Linked DNA regions of Zea mays: region 2 is linked to region 1. The links are chromatin contacts, called in public Hi-C maps. All regions are on one chromosome and are shown on one strand. Each heading gives the region's core, a stretch centred on a gene start, on an enhancer-like site or on the middle of the called end of the contact. The rest is flanking DNA. Distances are from core to core; before and after follow the strand shown.

Region 1 (6,588 bases), core at 1,184-3,683:
TTCAAAATAATATTTGGTTTAGCTCTTAATTTTTATGTTTATATTGATGATGATAAATCCACTAAAGAAGCAAAACATATTATATTTTGATATAGAGAGAGTATTATAAACTATACATATGATGGTTGCTTCGGTAGAGAGAAGCTTTTTAAAATTTAAAAAAATTATGAACTATTTATGGTCAACAATAACTCAAGAGAGGTTAAATGGTTTGGCGATTCTATATATCGAAAAAAAGTTGTTGGATGAGATTGATCTCGATGATATAAGCGATGACTTTGTATCACAAAATATTAGAAGATATTTTTAATGATATCATATAACAAATAAGTGTTTTTTTGCTATATTTTATGTCTGTTTATTATACGTCAAATATTCGGTGATATATATATAATTATATATATTTGTGTGTGGATGGGTCTCTATATCGAATTTCGCACTGGGCCCCCGAAAAACCAGGAACGGCCCTGGGTCGGCGTTCAAGTCCTTTCAGGCAAGAGCTGAGGTGGAAGCGGGAAGAAAGGTGGGAACTTTCCGTACGGACCGAGGCGGAGAGTTCACAGCACAAGCTTTCATCGAGCATTGCTGCAGTGAAGGGATCAAGCGACACTTGACAGCACCGTACACGCCGGAGCAGAATGGAGTGGTGGAACGGAGAAACCAAACCATCATGGGAATGGCGCGGAGCATGCTAAAAGCCATGAATCTCCCTAACTGGTTATGGGGGGAGGCTGTGGCAACGGCTGTATACATACTGAACAGATCACCCACTCAAGGAAATGAAGGGAGCACTCCATATGAGGTATGGCATGGAACAAAACCTACTGTCAGTCATCTTCGTACATTTGGCTGTGTTGCACATGTTAAGCAAGGCAACAAGCGTCTGACAAAACTTGAAGATAGAAGTACACAAGCGTCGATTTGACTCGGGTCACGGAGAACAAGACCGGCGTCTCGTCTGGCCAGCTCCGCCAGAGGGGCAATGATGGCGCTCCACAAGCTCTATGACGACGGCGGCCCCCAGCTCTCTTACGGAAGCAGGACAACGTCAGCAGGGACTCGACCGCCCCAACAGCTGTCCCTCCATCAGGCTCCGCCGCACCTCCGATAGCCACGACATCACGCCAGCAGGATGCCCAGATCTCTCCGGCTGCCACATCGGCATGTACCTAGGGTGCTAGCTCTCCCCCCGCTAGACACGTAGCACTCTGCTACATCCCCATTGTACACCTGGATCCTCTCCTTACAACTATAAAAGGAAGGACCAGGGCCTTCTCAGAGAAGGTTGGCCGCGCGGGACCGAGGACGGGACAGGCGCTCTCTTGGGGCCGCTCGCTTTCCTCACCCGCGTGGACGCTTGTAACCCCCCTACTGCAAGCGCACCTGACCTGGGCGCGGGACGAACACGAAGGCCGCGGGACTTCCACCTCTCTCACGCTCGGCTCCGGCCGCCTCGCCTCTCCCCCCTCCGCGCTCGCCCACGCGCTCGACCCATCTGGACTGGGGCACGCAGCACACTCACTCGTCGGCTTAGGGACCCCCCTGTCTCGAAACGCCGACAGAACTGTTGATAATTTATTTCGAAAGACCGTTTTTGACATGATCGTACCTTTTTTTGTAATTATGACAAATTAAACATCCTTTTTAAAAGATAAAAGAAACAATCAAACTTAACCATCTGCATCTGACTTGACTTGACTTTCGAGTTTGACTTGCGTGTTTATGGGTATGTTTATTGGATGAAAGAATGTTCAGAACCAGATATAAAACTATTAAGTTAAAGTCAAACTATTATCACCATTAAACGATATTATAGATAAATTAGAGTTCAAAATATAGAACATTAGACAAAGTAGAGTTAGGAACATATTGCACGTAAACCAATCTGTTGATGCAAATTGTGTAAACTAACACATAAATAAAGTCAAGAGGATTTTAAAAAATATATTATATTTTAAACAAACCATTTCACTCCCTAACTATTTCTAAAAAGACCATATCTTTTCGTCTCGATCGACTATAAACAACACCAGTTTTCAAGGTCGTTATGGCCTTCGTACTGTATGAAAAAATAAGTTAAAATTATGCACAAAGATTCAAACCTTAAATGTTGGCTCTACATTCACACCTATCTAATAAATAGAACACATACTTTTATGCTTTATTAAACTAAATTATATCCATCGAATAACAGAAATCGTAGCAATATAGAGTTTACCACTTTGTTTGGACAGTTAACATCTGATTTGTTTTTCTGGAATTTTATCCAATACTCCGAAAACATCTACGGCGTACGGCCTACGGTCAACCCCGCTCGGCCCAGCCCACTTGTGTGCACGGACGGTAGCGGCGGGTTTCGAGGTCCGTCTTCCTCTCGTCACTATATTAATCCGCCTCGCCGCTTTGCCTTCCCCGCGTCAAACAAATCTTGGGTTCCAAGCGAGCGAATACCTTCTCGAGCTAAGACGATTCGAGGCACGAGCGAAGATGCCGCAGCGGCATTTCCTATATAACAAAGCCGGTACAAAATCTGCCCCCACATTGATCCACGTCAACATGTTTTGTCCCAGCCGCAAGATGCTGCATCAACGGCCACGGATGCAGCTCATCCACACCAGCGTTCTCTGTGTCTGTTCGATTCCTCCGGCGTCCGGAGCATTCTAGAATTGACGAAGGTGGCTGTGCCGAGTTCTCCACACCGCTGGAGACTTCCAGGTGCTTCAGGAAACCGAGGGGGCGTTGAGATAGGTAAAAAAAAGGAACTCCGGCGAGGTCGCCCCCGGTAGTGGCCGGTGATGAGTTCGCTCGGGCTCCGGCTCCGGCTTCGGCGACCTGGAGCGAGGAGTTCGGAGATGCAGTCTTCCAGCGCTCAAGCAGTTTTCGACTTCGTCTCACCGCTTCCCGCAGGTACGAACTGTTCTCTTCCGCTGGCTCTGAGCACGAGGTGGATGTGTTCCGGGAGGTGGTACAGCCCCGATGCACGACGAGGTGCTTTTTGTGAGCGTCACAAACAGCACCTATGGTGCCCCCACGGGCGGGACGAATGCTGTAATTGCTTCCTCGAATGAATGCTGAAGTTTTAGAATAAGCGAAGGGAAGAATAATACAGAGGAAAGAATCAAAGTGCAGAATCTATATTCATCCGATGGTGGCTTCTTGGGATGAATATATATTCTTTCCTTTAAACTCTCATGTTTATTCTTTACTTGGATGAGTGCTGAAGTTATAGAATAAGCAAAGGAAAGAATCTAAAATACACCATCGTGGAATATAGATTCTTTCCTTTGATTGAATAATACATATTCTTTAGCCACAATTGTTTTAGGTCCTCAACACATTGCATTTTAGGGTGTGATCTTGTCAAAGTCTGCTTCGGTTCCAAAAACTGAAGTTATGCACCAGTTTCAGATTATGCAGTTATAGAGCGATGATAGGCCAGTTGATTTCGGGCCACATTTGTCTACAGACATACTGCTCCTGACTCATTCAGTCAGCTAAGTATAACAACGAATATAATAACTAATTATATTTGTTTCATATAACCCTTCCACGTTATAATCTTTAATATGTATCCACTCAAACTTTGTGGTCCTCAACACATTGCATTTTAGGGTGTATTTAATGTAGTAGAATCCATACCTCACATTTTGGCAACTTACACTTATGCCACTTGGTGCTCCACCGATCATAGTGCCGCTTGCGGCTTAGGGTGCATTTCGTGGATTCCGGGATACAATGACACCATTGTATGCTGTGTGTATGTCTTTGCCACTTCATTTTGACAAAATATTGTAACACATAACACTATTTTTTCCCATCTAGAATTGCTTACACCTTGCTATTTAAACGGATATTATTTTGTTGTAAATAACTTTTGTTTTTTTATTCAAGCTACTCAATGTAATTGATTCGAAATGTGAGCTTCATAAATCTTAGGAAGCCATTGCCTTTTGCTGCTATGGTATATTGCTTTCTAAGATGCGTGTAGCTGTTATAACTCATAATTATTCTTTTTAAGACTCCTGAGAGGAAATTTGTGACAAAAATATCTGCTCTGGAAATTTGTAATGAGATTGTGAATGGCCTTCTACAATCTGACTCTGCTCCCCTTCGGTTATTAGATGATCCTGAGGTTTGTTTACAACTTTGTCAGTTATTACAATGCCCCAAGAAAACATTGATCTTGCAGTGAACTAAATGAAAATATTTTCTGTTTGACAGAAATGAACCATTGTGGAGAAGTTGCAAGAAGAAATTGCTTAGGACAACTAACATCTGAGGCATCCAAGCAGGATTTGTGAAGGTAACTACTAGATTCTGTCAAAAAAGAAGAAATGAATAGTGCTAATCACTTAACAACCTTTCGAATAGTTGCAGAGCAAATACACAGGCTGCAGAGACTGCACAACCTGTATAATCTTTATAATGTTCTGTGCCATTCTTTTGAGTTATTTTTTTATTCAGTCCATGCGAAAAATGAACCATAAAAACATTGTGAAGCTCAAAGAGGTCATAAGAGAGAATGGTTTTTTAGTTTATGGTATAGACAATTCATAGCCCACTAAAGTTTATAGTATTTGTTGTGATTTGAGGAACGCGGTCTATTATCTGATGAAAAGCAGAGGGAAGCCCTTCTCAGAGACTGAAATCCAAAACTGGTGCTTTCAAATATTTCAAGGTCTGAGTCACATGCATTAGCGTAGATATTTCCACTGCGACCTTAATCTGCAACCTTAATCCTAGTGTATGGTTTTGCATTTGTTTTTTACGTTCAATGTTCCAATGGTTTATCTATGGTTCCTGTTTGTTGTGAAACAAATTACTAGCCCCAACCATTTTTACATGATATTTCAAACAAGAAAATAGTTCTACACGTAGTTCAATATTTATGTCTAACATATCATGTGTATTTGGCAGAAGGAACTATCACTTACGAGCCCAGAAATAGCTGCCTTGCAATTTTTCTATATGAATTGCATCTTAAATTTGCTTGAAGTATACAAAAATAATAATGCACCTGTATAACAGCAACGAAGAATTGCATCTTAAATTTGCTTGAAGTATACAAAAATAATAATGCACCTGTATAACAGCAACGAACACAACGCGCGCCAAGGCGCGCATAAGTTACTAGTTCGAAAAACAACAACGACCTCGCCTTCTTCACGTACGAGGAGAAGCGGAAGCTCGGGTACGGCACGCAGCGGGAGCGCCTGGGAAAGGACTCCATCAAGCCCTTCGACGCCTGCTGCCTCTGCCTCAAGCCGCTCATCGGCCCGCTCTGCTGCCCCAAGGGCCACACATTCTGTAAGGAGTGCATCCTCGAGTGCCTCCTCTACCAGAAGAAGGACATCAAGCGGTAGGCGGCAACAGTTCACGCTCTTTAATTACTTCTCTGTCTTGTTAATTGCGTACTTGCTTTAGGGGGTGGTTGGTTGGGCTATTGGGGGAGTAGAGTAGGGTGCGCGATGGCAGGGAGGAGAAAAGGCTGCAGACTTTCACAGTATTTGTGGGAAGAATGGGACTCAGGCTAGTATATCAGTGGTGTAAGGCTCAGCCGGCTGATGATTTTTCTGCCGATATTAGGGTTGTTTGGTTCCCTTAGTCACCTTTCTAACCTTTAGATACTAAATTTTAGTCACTATAGTATCTATGTAGGAGACCTAATTTATTAGTTATATAATTTGACAATTTAGGGATAAAAAATTAACTGTCACTAAAATTTAGGCAGCGAGAACCAAACACCCCCTAACGCCAAGTGTGTCCATGAATTTTGGGCCAACATGATCTCGCCTAGAGTTCGATTTTGCTTTGCAAGGTCGTACCTATATTTTGGATTAAATTGTCTATCTTTTTTGGATCGGTACTGTCTTGATTCGTGGTCTTGTATGTAGTTTCGTTATCAAACATTTGACCCTTGCCATTACTCACTGTACCCGCAAATATATGTTTGTTTGCTAAAGTACATTTTATCAGCAACCATGTTCATTAGCCACTGGTCACTAAAATAGTACGCCTCTTGTAGTTGCCTTTACCTAGAATTCATATTGTTCGTGACAGACCTCAAAAATTTAAAATTCTGTATTTGGTCTTAAACTGTCTGCTTTTCTATTACCCTTGTTCTTCCAGCAAGCTAGCTGCACATGAGGTCCAGAAAAAGCAAGAGAAGGAAGAGGAAGAGGAGAAGCTAATTCTGCAGAAGGCTAAGGAGTTGGATGCCTTTGACCAGCAGAATCATGGACCTGTTCCCCAGTACCATGATCGCAGTGGTTCGCAAGACAAGAATGGGTTTCATGGAGCAAATAATGTGAAGGTCACTTCTTTTGAAGACGAAGCCCTTCGCAATATGAAGGCATTCTGGCTCCCTTCAGCTACTCCTGAAGCTACGGTCAAGGTAGACGTGCCCTCCATCCACACTGTTTGCCCGGAGGGGCAGGAGAAGCTCAAGTTGAAATCGCTCTTCCCTATCTCGTTCACGGAAGAAACTGCTGATCAGAAGAGCAGTAAGGCAGTGGAAAAAAAGAGCTACATGTGCCCTAGTTGCAAGTCCACTATCACAAATACCATGTCCCTTGTGGCGGTCAGCAC
Region 2 (6,532 bases), core at 1,037-3,536, 180 kb before region 1:
AGTTCGGGCTAGTTATTCTCATGTCACTCTTGGTGATTGTCGTCACCTAGCCATCTGTGAGCTTTGTGGGGTCATTGAGCGCTTGGTGATTGTTGTCAACTCTGGTAATTGATTATAAGGTGATAGAAGGATTAGGCCCGATCTTCCAAAATGTAAGTTGATTATAAAAGAGATCTCGATGTTGATGATCCCAGGCTTTGAGTGAATGACTTATCGTGATCACTACAGTACTGCTTCATTTGATGTCACCAATGCCACACGTATGACCTCACCAAGAAGGCCTATTCCTGTAATTGTAATCGAGAGCACAAGCAAGAACAGGGAAGTTGTAATCAACTGGATCGATTACAAAGGTGAGGTTCAACAAATAGATGATTGGCAATACTGTCCTTGATAGATTGAATTTAAAGCTAAACTACAGCTCTAATGTAGGCGCCAGTGGCTGGATATATAGTCTAACTAGCTTGCAACACCCATAGATATGTCCTTAATGAATTCCAATAGCATATACAGTCCAATGAGAAAAATATGGCAACACACTACTAGGATAGAATATGTATGCACCCTAAAGATATATCATTTTTCTTTAGATATCCTAACAGATTTTTGGCGCCAAGTTGAATCAAGAATGATGAAACCCACGTTGACTACAATTCAATCAGAGATCGTTTGGATCCTTTTATCTTAGAGCAAATAAAATGTACTTAATAGATTAAAGTACTCGACTTGAATTTGATATTGCATAACTTTCTAAAGTTTAGATGCAAACATATCTTAAATTTATATAGCGCGAGAGTTAGAAATTGATTCTATGGATTATGATGCGACATTCTACTATACAACTTCAGTACACTCTTGAACTTGTTCTTTAACTATTGAAGTATAGCATATAAATATATTTCTTATAATAAATATATTTCTTATATACCAATAACAATATATACTATATATATTATAGTAAATAAATCAATCAATGCATAACTTATAATCATTAGATCATTAGGATAGATACCAATTTCAAGAATACAAACGGGCATTGCTGAACTTTCAGTAGGACCGCAAGTCCGCAACATTCTCAAATCGTCGGTGTATTTGGGCACTTCATTTTTGCACCGTAGCGAGGTTCACCGATTCCATAAGGCTCCGTTTGTTTTTGCTGGAATTGAATTTCATTCTAATAATTATAATTTAGACATAAACTAATTAAATTAATATATTTGTAAATTATCCTAAACCATATTAGAAAGATAGTTATACGCTACATTTATATTATAGAGAACAAAGTAGAATAATATGCTATAAATTATACATTAGAAAAATAGCATGTTATCTATAAAATCAATTTTTATCTCACACTTTATGAGTTTGAAATAGACTTATATAAATACTTCGGAAAGTTATGAAAATGACATATTATAAAAAAATCTTCTTCATTAGTTATATTCTAATTTATTAAAATGAAGGGAAACAAATAGACCTATTTGCTACCCTTAGGGCTAGTTTGGGAGCCACAAAATCAAAGGGAATTGGAGGGGATAAAATTGCCTCCTTATTCAATTTTAAATAAGGAGGGGATTTTAGCCCCTCTAATCCCCTCCGGTATTTGGACTCCCAAACTAGCCCTTAATTCGTTGCATACCAGCATTCGACCGGTGCATTGAACCACGACAGGAGAGCAGAGCACGCGGATACCGCCACTTGCCGCCGCTTGCATCATCCCTTACCTCACTCGCATCAGCACGGCTTGGCACTGCGTCAGGGATTGTCAGCTGTCCTGTCATGCACATGCATCAGCTGGCGCGGAAACGAGGACAAAAATCGACAGTCATCTTGCAGCTTGCGGCTGCTCTAGCAAAAACGGCCAAGCATGAGGATAATTGAGGCTTTTAGGGATTTTGGATACTAGCAGCAATCTGTAGCATTCTGTCAACTTTGAGGAGGGGGAGGGGGGAATGGAATCGAGAAATCGTACTGATCTATGTGGGCTAAACTGACCAGCCTCAACAGCCCATGGGCCCGCCGCCACAGGGCTCGACACAAGTACGCCAGTACACGTGCCCGTCCCCACGTAAAGGCTCGTCCGGCCCATTCCGCTGGACCCGTGCCAGTGATGTGGTTGCGAAGGCCAACTCCAATTGAAAGTCCGCTGCCTCCCACGCTAGACAGATCCCGACCGCCCGTTACTCATCGGACGGTGGTTCTGGCGTACAAGTCGCCCGCACGGCGCCGCGCGAGACTTCACTTCTCTCGGAACTATAAATGCCTGTGAACATCGCCTGGTTGGTATCCTCCTCTTCCCATTCCACTCTCTCACTCTCTCTAATCACAATTTCGACACTGATCGGTACTCTCTAGTGTCCGACTCGTCACAGTTTTAGCGAGAGAGACAGAGAGCGAGCGAGGGAGAGGAGGATGGGTTCCACTTCCACGGGACCGGTGAGCGGGTTCGCGGCGCCGGAGCGGGACATCGACGATCTGCCGCGGAACGACGCCAACTACACGGCGCTCACTCCGCTCTGGTTCCTCGAGCGCGCGGCGCTGGCGCATCCGGGCAGGGCCTCCGTCGTGCACGGCCCCGTGCGCTACACCTGGGCTGACACCTATCGCCGCTGCCGCCGCCTCGCATCCGCCCTCGCGCGCCTATCCGTCGGCCACGGAAGCACGGTGAGTTTACTCAACTTCCTTCTCTGGTTCTGTTTCCTCATTTTTAATAGCAATTTATGATTTCTCCCCCCGTGCACATAGATCGACACATGTGGACTGTGTCGGGTTTTTTGGTACTTTTTTTTTATGGAGTAGAGAACTTAGTTTTCAACTATGCTACCTTGGAGATTTGGACAGGACCTGAGCGTACAGTGATTAGAATTTCAGTAGCCTTTTTTTATGCAAGATGAGCCATTTGCAATAACCAGGAGGCCCTTTCCCTGATTGCTACCTGTGCAAGATGGACATGTACTCTTTTCTACTTCAAAAAAGAAAAGAAAAAAAAACTGGTGTGCTATGTGTAGTTATCCCCATGATCTCTCTCTCTCTCTCTCTCTCTCTCTCTCTCTTTTCAGGTGCTTTATTTTAAAAAATATGTAGTTTTTCTGATTGCTGTATACGGCCCTAATTTGCAGCCAATCCCTTCGTGTTGCATCTTAGTTGGCATTAATGTTATGATCATGCCGCGTTAGGTTCCCCTGCTCTCCCGCTCTGGAGAAGTTGTTATCTTCTGTTAAGCATTGAGATCTTCCCTGTTTGATGACCGCTGCAGTTAAGTGATAGGCTTGATTTGCGCTATTTATGTTCTTCTGATGAGATGCTATTTATGCTGGATTACCTGTTCCAGATAGTTCATTTGCCTATTCAGCATGTAGTGGAATTGTCTAGTCCATATCAGCAGCAAGTGGCTGCAGAATGTGGTATACGTATACCCCTTACTTCTAGAAGGTGCCTGAACTGATCTCTTACTCTAGTTGCTTTGCTCAGCAAAATGAAATACGGCAATCCTACTGTTTCTAGTCAAAATAAGATAAGCTTATCTTATTTTTGTCTTATCCATGACATTGGCCTCTCTGTCTCTGTCACTCTGTTGAGACTTACGAAGTATCATTAGATTGATCGTTGCATATATTTTTATAATACCATTATTTGGAGGTACAAATGTTACTAATATATGACTTTAATCTGTACCGGCTTCTACTGATTATACAGTGTTTTTGTCTTTATGGATTGTAGCTGCAGTAATCCAAACAACCAGCTTTAATCCGAAGCGAACCGACACAGGCACAGAAATCTAGATGGCACTCAACAAGTGACAGATGGTGTATATGTTAATTTGTGTGGTTGCTGCACGTTTGCAACAAAACTAATTTTAATAAAAATATAACTGGATGATCCATTTAGCTACTAACATAAACACTCTGGTTACGTGGTCCCTAGGGTACTTACCGTATTCCAGTGTGTCTTTTTTTATTATCTTTATACAAATGTTGCTTTACTGATACCGACTGATTTGTTTTGGTTTCCTTAGGTTGCTGTGATAGCTCCTAATGTCCCGGCTGTCTATGAAGCTCACTTCGGTGTCCCAATGTCAGGAGCTGTTGTGAACTGCGTCAATATTCGGCTAAACGCCGAGACAATAGCATTCCTCCTTGAACACTCCGTGGCAGAAGTTGTGATGGTGGACCAAGAATTCTGCACCCTAGCCGAAGAATCGCTGAAAATAATTGGCAAGAAGAAGACATCGGCTTTCAGGCGGCCTCCAATCTTGATCGTCATCGGCGACCCAACCTGTGATCCCAAGTCTCTACAGCATGCTCTGGGAAAGGGAGCCATAGAGTATGAAGAGTTTCTGAAAACCGGTGACCCGGAGTTCAGTTGGAAGCCACCGAAGGACGAGTGGCAGAGCATCGCCCTAGGCTACACTTCTGGGACTACTTCCAGCCCAAAGGGCGTCGTGTTGCATCACCGCGGTGCTTATCTCATGGCACTCAGCGTTGCCATCGTGTGGGGGATGCCTGAAGGGGCTGTCTACTTGTGGACTCTGCCCATGTTCCATTGCAATGGTTGGTGCTACACTTGGGCGCTGGCAGCGTTCTGCGGAACAAGCATATGTCTTCGCCAGGTATGCTAACCATATGTTCCTGTAGGGAGGACATTCTGGTCCTAAATGCCTGTGCAGGGTACATTTAATTTTAGCTACATATACTACTCAATTATTTGGTGATTCTGATTTCTGAAACACCATTTCGCACTTTGCAGGTGAGCACAAAAGCCATATACGAAGGCATCACGAAGCAAGGAGTGACGCACTTCTGTGCCGCACCTGTCGTCCTTAACAACCTGATCAACGCTCCGGCAAGCGAGACCTTCCTGCCGCTGCCCCGCGTCGTCAGTGTCAACGTGGCCGGAGCCGCCCCGACGCCGTCCCTGCTGGGCGCGCTGTCCATCCGTGGGTTCCGCGTCACGCACACGTACGGCCTGTCAGAGACGTACGGTCCCTCGACGGTGTGCGCGTGGAAGCCCGAGTGGGACGAGCTGCCGCTGGAGGAGCGGTCCCGCCTGCACTGCCGACAGGGCGTCAGGTACATCGCGATGGAGGGCCTGGACGTCGTGGACCCCAAGACGATGGCGCCCGTCCCGGCCGACGGCAAGTCGTACGGCGAGATCGTGCTGCGGGGCAACGCCGTGATGAAGGGGTACCTCAAGAACCCCAGGGCGAACGCGGAGGCGTTCGCGGGAGGGTGGTACCACTCGGGCGACCTCGGCGTGAAGCACCCCGACGGGTACGTCGAGGTGAGGGACCGGATGAAGGACGTGATCATCTCCGGAGGGGAGAACATCAGCAGCCTGGAGGTGGAGAAGGTGCTGTGCGCGCACCCGGCGGTGCTCGAGGTCTCGGTGGTCGCCAGGGCCGACGAGCGGTGGGGCGAGTCGCCGTGCGCGTTCGTGACGCTCAAGGACGGAGCAGCAGCCGACGGGTCGGACGAGGCGGCGCTGGCCAACGACATCATGCGCTTCTGCCGGGAGAGGATGCCGGGGTACTGGGTGCCCAAGTCGGTCATCTTCGGGCCGCTGCCCAAGACGGCCACGGGGAAGATCAAGAAGCACGAGCTGAGGGCCAGAGCCAAAGAGCTCGGCCCTGTGAAGAAGAGCAGGATGTGAGAGATCTGGGGGCCGACGGCGATAGCGTGTGATGCCATGGCAACAACTCAGAATCTTGCTCCAAGTCGCGCATATAAAATTCATGAGTTCTGAAGATGCCTAATAACTTGAGTGCTTTGCTTGTATCGTTCTGAAACCAGAAGTTCAGACCAGATCCGATATATAAGTAAGAACTGTATCAGATTGTCCGGTTTGCAGGAAACAGATGCGGAGGTGATGACGTTTCTTGACAAGAATTAACGCCAACCGTCGCACGCGCGTGAAGAAGTCGGAATCCTGATGCTCTCTCCGTCTTCCTTGGCTTCTCCCCGTGTTGGAACAGGTCACACACAGGGGCACAAGGCGCATCGTTTGGGTTTCGTCTCGTGAAGGCGACCGATAGATCCTTCCCAATTTTCATGTTTGCAATTAAGTGCCTTTTGGTTCACGAAATGTAACGTAAATGGTAATGATAACGATTCACACTCGAATACCAGCGGTAACAAATTTGAATAAGCAGATATCCATTTATAGTGTGATATCGATTACGGTTGGACTTAAACAAACATAATTTAACGTTATCGATTACTCATTACGTTACCAATATGTGAACCAAACGGATGCTCAACGAGAGTTATGTCCGCGTGGTTCTTCAAACCTTGTTATAGCACCGGTAAGCGTGACGACCTGATCAAACGTCGGATTGTGTTTAGATTGGGTCATGGGTCGCTTGGCATGGCCCGCATCCGACCCGTGCATAGTGTTGGTTGGGTCGGGTTGGTCCGTGTCTCCTTGTTGGACACATCTGGTCAATATTTTTTTTGACTTTTAGTCGTTTTTGGTTTTTGGGTAAAAGATTATGGCTCATATTCGGCTTGTGGATTGTTGTGAGTCAAAAACTATG

Evidence for each region. Hi-C and Micro-C count contacts between places; a contact is called where the count stands out from the background.
Region 2: a contact with region 1 is called in a Hi-C map of ear, with 2.3 times the contacts expected there. The contact joins the promoter of LOC100281089 here to the promoter of LOC100272289 in region 1. A contact is called at or near these places in 3 of 25 Hi-C or Micro-C datasets (ear, endosperm and leaf).

The regions. Positions count from the first base shown.
Region 1 is chr9:141,869,223-141,875,810 of Zm-B73-REFERENCE-NAM-5.0, reverse strand. It overlaps LOC100272289 (nitric oxide synthase interacting protein), which reads left to right and starts at 2,433. Exons shown (of 5, transcript NM_001146776.2): 1 at 2,433-2,907; 2 at 4,019-4,132; 3 at 4,222-4,303; 4 at 5,094-5,359; 5 at 6,130-6,588. The coding sequence starts at 6,347.
Region 2 is chr9:142,046,198-142,052,729 of Zm-B73-REFERENCE-NAM-5.0, reverse strand. LOC100281089 reads left to right here and starts at 2,286. Exons shown (of 3, transcript NM_001154008.3): 1 at 2,286-2,664; 2 at 4,016-4,609; 3 at 4,747-6,160. The coding sequence starts at 2,413. The coding sequence ends at 5,649.